2 separate regions of the Mus musculus genome follow, and region 1 is linked to region 2. A link is a contact called in public promoter capture Hi-C data. All regions are on one chromosome and are shown on one strand. The core of a region is the stretch at or near the end of the contact, and the rest is flanking DNA. Distances in the headings are between cores, read along the strand shown. Region 1 holds the start of Cct7 (chaperonin containing Tcp1, subunit 7 (eta)). Region 2 holds the start of Mrpl19 (mitochondrial ribosomal protein L19).

Evidence for each region. Promoter capture Hi-C pulls out the DNA fragments that hold promoters and counts their contacts.
Region 1: a contact with region 2 is called in a promoter capture Hi-C map of pre-B cells, with 3 times the contacts expected there. The contact joins the promoter of Cct7 here to the promoter of Mrpl19 in region 2. A contact is called at or near these places in 1 of 39 promoter capture datasets (pre-B cells) and 1 of 484 Hi-C or Micro-C datasets (CD4 T cells).

The regions. Positions count from the first base shown.
Region 1 is chr6:85,449,667-85,454,278 of GRCm38.p6, forward strand. Cct7 (chaperonin containing Tcp1, subunit 7 (eta)) reads left to right here and starts at 1,839. Exons shown (of 12, transcript NM_007638.4): 1 at 1,839-2,461. The coding sequence starts at 2,456. Pradc1 (protease-associated domain containing 1) reads right to left here and starts at 1,636. Exons shown (of 5, transcript NM_001163427.1): 1 at 1,447-1,636. The coding sequence starts at 1,513.
Region 2 is chr6:81,964,053-81,968,668 of GRCm38.p6, forward strand. Mrpl19 (mitochondrial ribosomal protein L19) reads right to left here and starts at 1,897. Exons shown (of 5, transcript NM_026490.2): 1 at 1,655-1,897; 2 at 187-305; 3 at 1-16. The coding sequence starts at 1,875.

The DNA.
Region 1 (4,612 bases), core at 589-3,088, 3.5 Mb after region 2:
GGGATTAAAGGCGTGCACCACCACTGCCGGGCACAACTAGTATTCCTAACTGCCAAGCTGTCTGTCCAGCTCTCTGCCTCTGTCCACCTGCCCCACTGCAAGAGCTTCAATGTCCCCTTCACCTACTAAAGTGTATGCTGCTGTTGGCTGTGGTGTAGAAAGCCCTGCCTGATTTGACTCCTATACCCACTCCACTCTTGTTTCCTCTTTCCCATGTTAAAGCTGTACTGGCTTTTCAGTGTCTTTATCTTTTTGGGTCTTCCTAAAAGTTTACCTGTCATTTCTCAGAAAGATGCTGCCTTATCCTTCCTCCACCCATTCAAAATATACTTTCTCCCAGCTAATACTTCCTCTGTAATTATGGTGGATTCATAATATTCTATGTCAGCTTCTTTCATCGCAGCAGTGATTCTAAGTATGTGGCTTTTTAAAAAAGACTTATTTATTTTATGTGAATACACGGTCTCTCTCTCTTCAGACACACCAGAAGAGGGCATCAGATCCCCATTACAAATGGTTGTGAGCCACCATGTGGTTGCTGGGACTTGAACTCAGGACCTCTGGAAGAGCAGTCAGTGCTCTTAACCACTGAACCACCTCTCCAGCCTTAAGTATGTGGCTTTATACAGAGATGAATCTCCAGTGCCTAGGACACAGTGGCTGCTCAGTAAAGGTTACTAAACAAAGAACTCTGCCCAGCTCTGCTGTCCTGAACAAGAGAATGGCCAAAAAAACCACGAGAGCTTTGCTAGGATATTTTTTCTCAGTTGGATTTGAGTCCCTGGATTCTTTAAACTTGCCAGAAAGGCAAGTAAATGTTGATGGATGGAAGCTCAGGTCTGTTAGTCAATCCAATTGCTGTGTCTATAATTGATCCTGTCTATGGTCCAAATTACAGCTCAGACAGAGCTAAGGGGGCTTGCAGCTTTTTGTCCTGAGTGTAGGTACACTTCATCAGATGGATAACCCCCCCCCCCCCCCAGGAAGCCTTCTGGATTAACACCAGGCAACCCTTTCCACAAGCACACCCCTGTCTGGCATTTGATGTGCTTATCTAATAAGCTTCGGGTATATGCATGTGTTCACTTAACGCGTAGGTGTGTACATTTATGTTCGAGTTGTGTAAGTGGGTGCCTGTGCGTGTGAGCCCATATGTGTGTTCCTGCCTATAAGAACGCTCACATCCTCCGTTCTGGATCTCTAGCTGTCACCAGGGTCGCCTTCAGTGGGAGGAAAGCTGAAAGCTCTTGTTTCGACGGGGAGGGGTGGGGTTGTCAGGTTGTGCCTACTCACTGACCCGGGAACCAGCATCCACCCGCTGCAGCCGTCTAGTCCCTGGATCTGGGCGGCCCAAACTCGCGGGGTCCCCAAGGTGACCCGTGGCCCCCAGCCCGGGAAGCGCGCACGCTGGATTCCCGCCCCGCCCGCCTGTCCGTCGCCGCTCACCGTGGGCCGCGACGCACGTGGGCAGCCAGAGCACGAGACAGCACCAGCCCGCGGCGCCACGGCTCATCTCCAGGGCCCGTCCCGCCGCCGCCGCCGCCGCCGTCCCGCCGCGATCCCTCGCCCGACTTTAGCCTGACAGCTGCCACGGCCTCCCTCAGGCCCGCTCTCCGCGCCGGTTGGAGCACAGAACGGAGGCCAGCGGCTGATTGGCCGCCACGCCTGTTCGTGTGGCCGCACTTTCCTCCTCTGCGCCCTAGGCCACTTCCTATTGGCCAGGAGAAGTGGAACCGGGCGCTGATTGGCCAAAACTCTTAATAGCAACTGCAGTTCGCGGCCCCGCCCCCGCACTCCTCCTTATAGACGCGCCTCCCGGAACCTGCGGTGGGCGGCTCGCGGGGTTGCGCGGGATCCACGGCTCTCCTCCCCAGGCAGAGACGGGCCTCGCGCGAAGGGGCAGGCGGCACGGCGCCGCCTCGGCCGATAAGGGGCGCTACAGAGCTAGAAGCCGACCCGAGCAAATTTCCTGCGCCCGAGCGGGCCGCGCACCTGTGACCCGGGACACTGTTCCCAACTTCCCAAGCTACCTGTGAAACTCACGGAGCTCCCTCGCCACGGAGCTGAGCAGGTGCAGTGAGATCACTCACCTAAGGTGCTTCTCCTAGCCGGTGTTCAGTACTGATAGCTCATTGCACGTCTACCATGGCGTCTGGGAGCGCGGGCTGAGGCGGGACCTTACCGCACCTTACAAACCAAAAGCACTGCGAGACTCGATGACCCCCGCCAAAGCTAACGCGAGTTCCTAGAGCGTCCCTGGACCTCCGACTCCTCTAGCCGGCTACCTCGGGAGCTAACCATAGAGTGGCGGAAGTGGTCCGGCCCCTTCCTCTCCCGGGCTAACGTCTCGCCAGAAGCTTCTGGGCATTTCTCCGGCGCGGAGCATTGTGGGCTTGGGTGGGCGGCCCCGAGGCGGACAACTGACGAGTTGCGGGTACCTGAAGCCGCTTCCAAGATGATGGTGAGTGTCTCTCCGCGCATCCGCTGCCATCCACGACCCTGCGGCCCTGGCCCGCCATGCGGAGTGTCTACAGTGGCTCGTTTCCGCTCCCCGGCCGGAGGCGGCCTTGATCCAAAACTGAAGCTGTTGGCGAGAGCCGAATGGGGCTCGCGATGCCGCTGGGCCTGGAAACCATGGATCTCATGGTGCTTGGGACCACAGACCTCTTGTTCAGCCTGTTCCCCGTAATGGAGGCTTGGGTTTTCGGAACCGAGTGTGTGTTGAGCTCTGTACCTCTACCATAAGGCCGGGTTACATCGCCCTGGGAGGTGCGGAAGTGAAGGCGCGAGCTTCTAGGCGCACAGAGGCAGCGTGAGGGTCTTTAGGTTGGGCCAAGTGACGCCCTGCCTGGCATTGTGGTCGTTTACGTTCCCGCATGTGGAAAGACAGAATCCTTCGTTCCTGTTGGAACCTGTTCGTTGGGGGCATTTTTAGTTCTCCCGAATGTACTTGGTGCTGGAAAAGGGCAATTGATGTACACAGTACCAAAGATGGGACGACCTGAGTACTTTAGGCAGGAGAGTCTCTTAAAGGTCTGCCTGTAATCCTCCTGCATCACCCTTTATCCCCGACAGCGTCAGATACCTCCCCTGTTCCCCTGTGATAAACCTGAGTTGTTAGTGAGCAATGTCAACTTCCAAGACAGAATCCTGTGCGTTTGGCATCAGCACACTCGTTAAGTTTTGCTTTTTAGTGTCAATCCTTTGTCTGCCTTTTGCAGCTTCTTCCTATGCGTAGATGCCAGACAGACTTGGAAACCTGTAAGGTCCTCCCTCTGCTACCAAATTACAGCTTCTCCTCCGAAGGAGTCCCTACAGAAGCATGTCCATGCTCCCTGACCCCTAGCGCTTGAAATTGATTTGGTCGGCGAAGACCAGAGCTGAGGCATAAATCCATGAGTCATATGTGCTGCAGTAAAATATGCATCATTGCTGCTGATATGACCAGTGGCCCAGCATTGGCCAAAACAAGTAGCAAACCTTTTATCAAAGGGTCCCAGACCATCACATTTGGGTTTTACCTAAATTGATGATTCTTGTTTCTGCTGCTGTGCTGCATACTTACAGCTTATGAGCTGCTGGTGACTCTTGTTTCCTCCCATCTTGCTGTAGCAGTTCTGGGATTACAGATATATACCACAATGACAGACTTGTAATGAGTTCTGGTGCTTAGGCTTATGCATCTAGCAGCTTTACCCCTGAGCCACTTCCAGGGCCTCCTCCAACTAATTGTTTAATAGATAGTATTGACTTTTGTTTTATTTAGTGTATGTGGGTGTTATGACTACTGTGTGCCTGGTTACTATGTACATGTAATGCCCATGGAGGTGTCAGATCTCTGGAACTAGAGTTACAGATGTGGTGACCCACCTTGTGGATGCTAGGAGTGGAGGGAACCCCAGTTCTGGAAGAGCAGCCAGTGTTGTAAGAGATTCTTCCAGTCAGTCCCTTAAACGATCTAAGGAAAATGGAGAGGAAGATTAAGACGAAACACTAAAGCCTTTTATGGTTCTAAGGGTACTAAGCCCTTGTGAAGGAACAAGAAGAGTGAGGTGGAAAGTAAGGAATGGTTCTAGGCAGTACTATTGCCAAAGAATGGCAGAAGGGGACCTACCTTGTAACCATAGCTTGGCTTACTGTACTGCTGCCAGCCTTATTTTCCCTGTGGCTGGCCTTGATATCACAGCAGTCCTCCTGCCTCCACCTCCCAAGCACGCACTGGGATCATAGCTGTGCACAGCCATGCCTGGCTTTAGATCAGTGGTTCTCAACCTTCCTAATACTGAAACCCTTTTATATAGTTCCTTGTGTTGTGGTGACCCCCAACCATAAAATCATTGCATTGTTGCTTCATGACTAATTTTCTGTTGTTATGAGTTGTAACATAAATACCAGTGTCTCCATGCCTGTTAAAGGGCCATTTGACTCTAAAAGTGTCACAACACACAGGCTGAGAACCACCGCTCTTGACTGTCCTAAGGTTTGTTCCAGAAGGACCATGAGACTGTGGGACCTTTGGGAAAGCATTTTCCTTCTAGATGGAACTAAGGAGTGCCCCCCAAAATGCTGAGAGTATAGAGAAGCCCTTTCTTGTCACGAGACCCTGGATACT
Region 2 (4,616 bases), core at 647-3,146:
ACTCGAAGTATGCTTCCTACAGAGTCAGAAGAGAAGCAAGCTCTGACACAGATGCAGGAATGAACAAATAAGGTTTATATCTTAGTATGTCAGAAATAAATAACAGCAAAACCCAGACATCTGAACAATAATCTGAAGGCAATGAAAACTAGCGCCCAACACCTGCTGCCAGACACCGTTACTCACCAACATAGAACTCTGGAATCGGAAGCACCTTTCTCCTGTCTAGCATATCTTTTCTTTCTATCTTAAATTTCAGAGGGTTTGTTCTCCCCCTGGGAGGGATGAATTCAGGACTCAGGAACCTATAAAAAAATTAAAAATGAAAGGTGATTTAGGCCAGCATAAGAAAAACAATGGGTATAATGTAGATGTATTTTATTCTTTCAATATGGATTGCAATGTTATTTCTAAAACCATGGTTTCCAAAACCATTGTTAATGCTCACTCCTGAGAACGCACCAGGCATTGTGTTTAAATGGTTATCATACATCAAGTAGCCCTCAAGGTCTGGACCTTATTGTCCAAGAAGGCATTTGTGCTAAGGGTTTGTTTAGCTGTCATCCTGGGCAGCTACTGGGGCTTAGAAAGCCTTAAAGAGTTTCAGTCCGGTACAGGAAACATGTCACTGGGCATCTAACCTTGAAGGCAAGGCACAGACCCCGGCCCCTTTCTGTTTCTCCCTTTGCTTTTACCTAGCTAATGCTTCCTGCCACGCTATACTGTGTCACTGCAGGGCCCAAGTGACAGGGCCAGGACCAAGCAAAATTAACTACAACTGTCCAAACCCTGAGCCAAACGAATTTGTTCCCTTTAGGCTGGCTGTCTCTGGTGTTTGTCACCACACAGGCAAGCTGACCCATAGTAGCATAAATTAATCCTGAGACCAGTTAGATGTTTTATTGTCATCTTACTTAAAAAAAAAAAAAACAAAGCACAACTGGAGCGTAAAGGTGATGAACCGCTGACATAATTACTATTTGTTACAATTTTGTCACAGTTAATACGCTGCATTTCTCTCAGTCTGCAAATGAGCACAAGTCTCCCACTGAGCTATAAATATGGAGAAAATATATACAAATCACCAGCTGCAAACTGACTTTAAAAGAAATCTTCCACCGAGCATAGGGATTCCCACCTTTGATCCTAACATTTAGGAGGCAAAAGCAGGCAGATCTTTTTTGAGTTCAAGGCCAGCCTGATACACACCCACAAATTATTGTGTATTGTGGTTGGAGCGCCCAGCATAACATTCATGTGGGGATTTGAAGGCAAACTTTGGAGTACGGTCTCTCTTTTCTCTATGGGTTCTAGGCATGGATTTGGGTGTACAGGTTGCAACTTTCACAACCGAACCACCCTGCGGGTCCATACTGTTAAGCTTCTGAAGATGCATTTATGTAGGTAAGACGAAAAAGAGTGTGCTGGATCCACGTGCCTGAGCCGATCTGACCTCCCCAAACCCTTCCTCCTGGATAGAATCTGTTGGCCAAGGCTCACCGTGGTGGATTTTAGGACAAACTGAGGGAAGGGAGTCCAAGCCTGCGTCTTTCGTGATCTAGAGAGGGGCAGACCCGGAACCCGATTTCGTGCAGCCCAGCTATAAAGCGGGTATCAAAGTGTGCGCACTCCCACGCGGCCTCGGCCGCCTCACCTTCTCTCGTCTTCCGGGACTCGGCGCCGGTCCACGATGACAGGTTTCGGCGGTGGCTTGAACCCACCGGGCTCTGAAGGCCCGGTGCTCTGAAATCGGCTTGGGCCCGTGCAGACACGGCAGGCATCAGATGCGAAGGCAGCAAGCCGTGGCCTGGCCATTCGGACGCTCCGGGCCAGGTACAGGGACGCCCTACAACTTTCTGCCATGGAGGCCGCCATGTCTACACCCTCAATGAAGGACTACAACTCCCAGAAGTCAGTGCGATGGGGTGTGGCCGGACGGTGGCTCCTATGGGACTAAACTTGCTTCCCGGTGTACCGCCGCTTGTTTGAGGGAGTTATACCTGTAAATGTATATAATTTTCCTCTTCTCCATAATTTGCAAAGTTACACTTCTCTACAGGGTTAGCAAGTTTGTACATTTCACTAAGTACTGTGATCTCATTTGCATTTAGTGAGTGACTATGAAGTGCGTGGAGTGTGTGTGTGTGTGTGTGTGTGTGTGTGTGTGTGTGTGTGAGTGTGATTGCAGGTGCCCATGAAGGACATATGATCCCCTGGAGCTGGAGTTACAGGCAGTGGCAAGGGACCCTATGTGGATGCTGGAAATTGAACATGGGTCCTCTGAAAAATTACGTGTTCCTAACTGCAGAGCCACCCTCTCCAGCCTCCTCAGTTCCACCTTTTATTTGCTTGTGCCTACATGAAAAACACAACTGTCACCTAAAGGGCAAAAGAGATAGTTTATTCTAGAGTCAAGTATTAATGAGGGGCTCAGAACACAAGATTTAGGTCACCACAAATCCATGTTCCAATTACATGTAACAATTCCATGGCATTCCATAGTATCAGAGCAAGAAAGCCATTCCTTAAACACATTGGCAGGTACACCCATTTAGGAATGCTATATCAAAATGGAGATGTCTCTGCTGTATGCCTCAGTTGCGCTGATGGCCTTCTTAGCCTTCAGGTTGATGGAAGTGAGGCGGTTGCTGAATGTAGTCCCTTAATAATAACAAGGCCGTTGGTTCACAAGTAAGTTGGGAATAAATTACCATTTGAGGGACTAATGGGCCAAGATAGTTGGGCTCTGGATCTGCAGCACCACAATGCTTCAAGTCACTCACGTTTTAATTAGTTAATCAGTCTTGTAGAACGTTGCTTCTTTTAGGAAATTTTCGTTTGCCTCTTGTTTGATTATTGGTATTTAGTTCGTTGTTATGAATTCCGTGGGGAGCAATGAGTATCTTCTTTTGCTTAACTTCTGTCTTACTAACCAGCACTACCTGGCTCTCACAGGCTCCAAACAGAATAATAAATGCTAGCTGTTTTGTCAAAAGTTAGAGTCATCAGAGAGGAGAGTACCCCCAACTGAGAAAATGTCTCCATAAGATAGGTCTGTAGGTGGCCTGTAGGACATTTTTTTAAGTTAGTGATTGATGGGGGAGGGTCCAGCCCATTGTGGGTGGTGCCATCCCTGGACTGGTGTTTCTAGATTCTATAAGAAAGCAGGCTGAGCAAGCTATGAGGAGCAAGCCAGTAAGCAGCATTCCTTCATAGCCTCTGCATCAGCTCCTGCCTCCATGTTCCTTCCTTGTTTGAGTTTCTGTTCTGACTTCCATCAGTGAGATCCAGTGTTATGGAAGTGTAAATCAAATGCAACCTTTCTTCCTCAACTTGCTTTGGTCATGATATTTCATTTCATCAACAAAACCTTAACTAGGACAAAGCATAAAGAGAAAAGCCATCACTCTTAACAAATAGCCCCCACGGAGTCCTTGAGCTCACTGAGAACATTCCCTTTTCCAGAACTAAAACTGAGTTTGCCTCGGGCAGTTGGGAGGCATACAAGCTAAAAGGGGTCCATTTCAAACCTTCTTGAGTTGAGAGGGGCTTGGGAGACAGCTCCGTGTAAGAACACTTACAGCTCTTGTAGCAGTTCCCAGCACCCACACCAGGCGGCTCCCAGCTGTTTGTAGTTCCAGGTCCAGGGAAACTAATGTACACTGGGTGTCCTTGGGTAACAGGACATATGTCCTGCACATAGACTCCTGCAAGCACACACACACACACACACACACACACACACACAGAGAGAGAGAGACAGAGACAGAGACAGAGACAGAGACAGAGAGACAGAGAGAGAAATTGTTTGAAAAAAATTAAAGAATTTGAGATTTGAGGGCAGCTATTGCTGGAGGTGAGGCTTAGTGGTACAGCACATGTCTGACATGTACAAAGATTGTGGATTCGAGTACATCATCACCAATACCAAAAAGAAAAGGAAGGAAGGAAAGAAGGGAGGGAGGGAGGGCAGGCAGGCTGGCTGGCTGGCTAGCTGGCTCATACTCTCAGAGATGGCAAGTTGCTAGAACTATTTAATACATGTACGGTGTGATCATCAGTCTGGATTAACGCACCACTGCTACCTCGGAGTCAGCATGAACATACAGAACTCATCCATCTTAGGCACCTCCAGCTTCTCCAGCGTGGGCTGTTCCAGGGACCTCCGTGGTCATCCCCATAGCTCCAGCCCAACTCTCAGTGCCAGGACTGTTTCCTCCCGGCCTCTGGGCAAAGTGTTCTTAAAGCTAACCTAGAGCTGTCCAACAGCACACGAATCCTCGTGCTTCATCCTCTTCCTCTTTGACCCTGCTCCAGGCCTCCCTCCTCTTCTCTAGATCACTGCAGTTTACGACACCGGCCTGACATTGGTCATGCTGTATTTAGTTACCTCCAGCTCTCCTCACTGCAAACAGCAGCAGAAGAGAGAATTCAAAACTACTTACCTCAGGAACCAGCGAGACCGCTAAATGATTAAGAACACTGACTGTTCTTGCAGAGGACATAGGTTCAGCTCCCAGAACTGAATGTGGTGGCCTAACAGAGGGTCTGACATCCTCTTCTGGCTCCTTCCAACACATACACATAAATACATTTTAAAAGACCTTTATTTCATC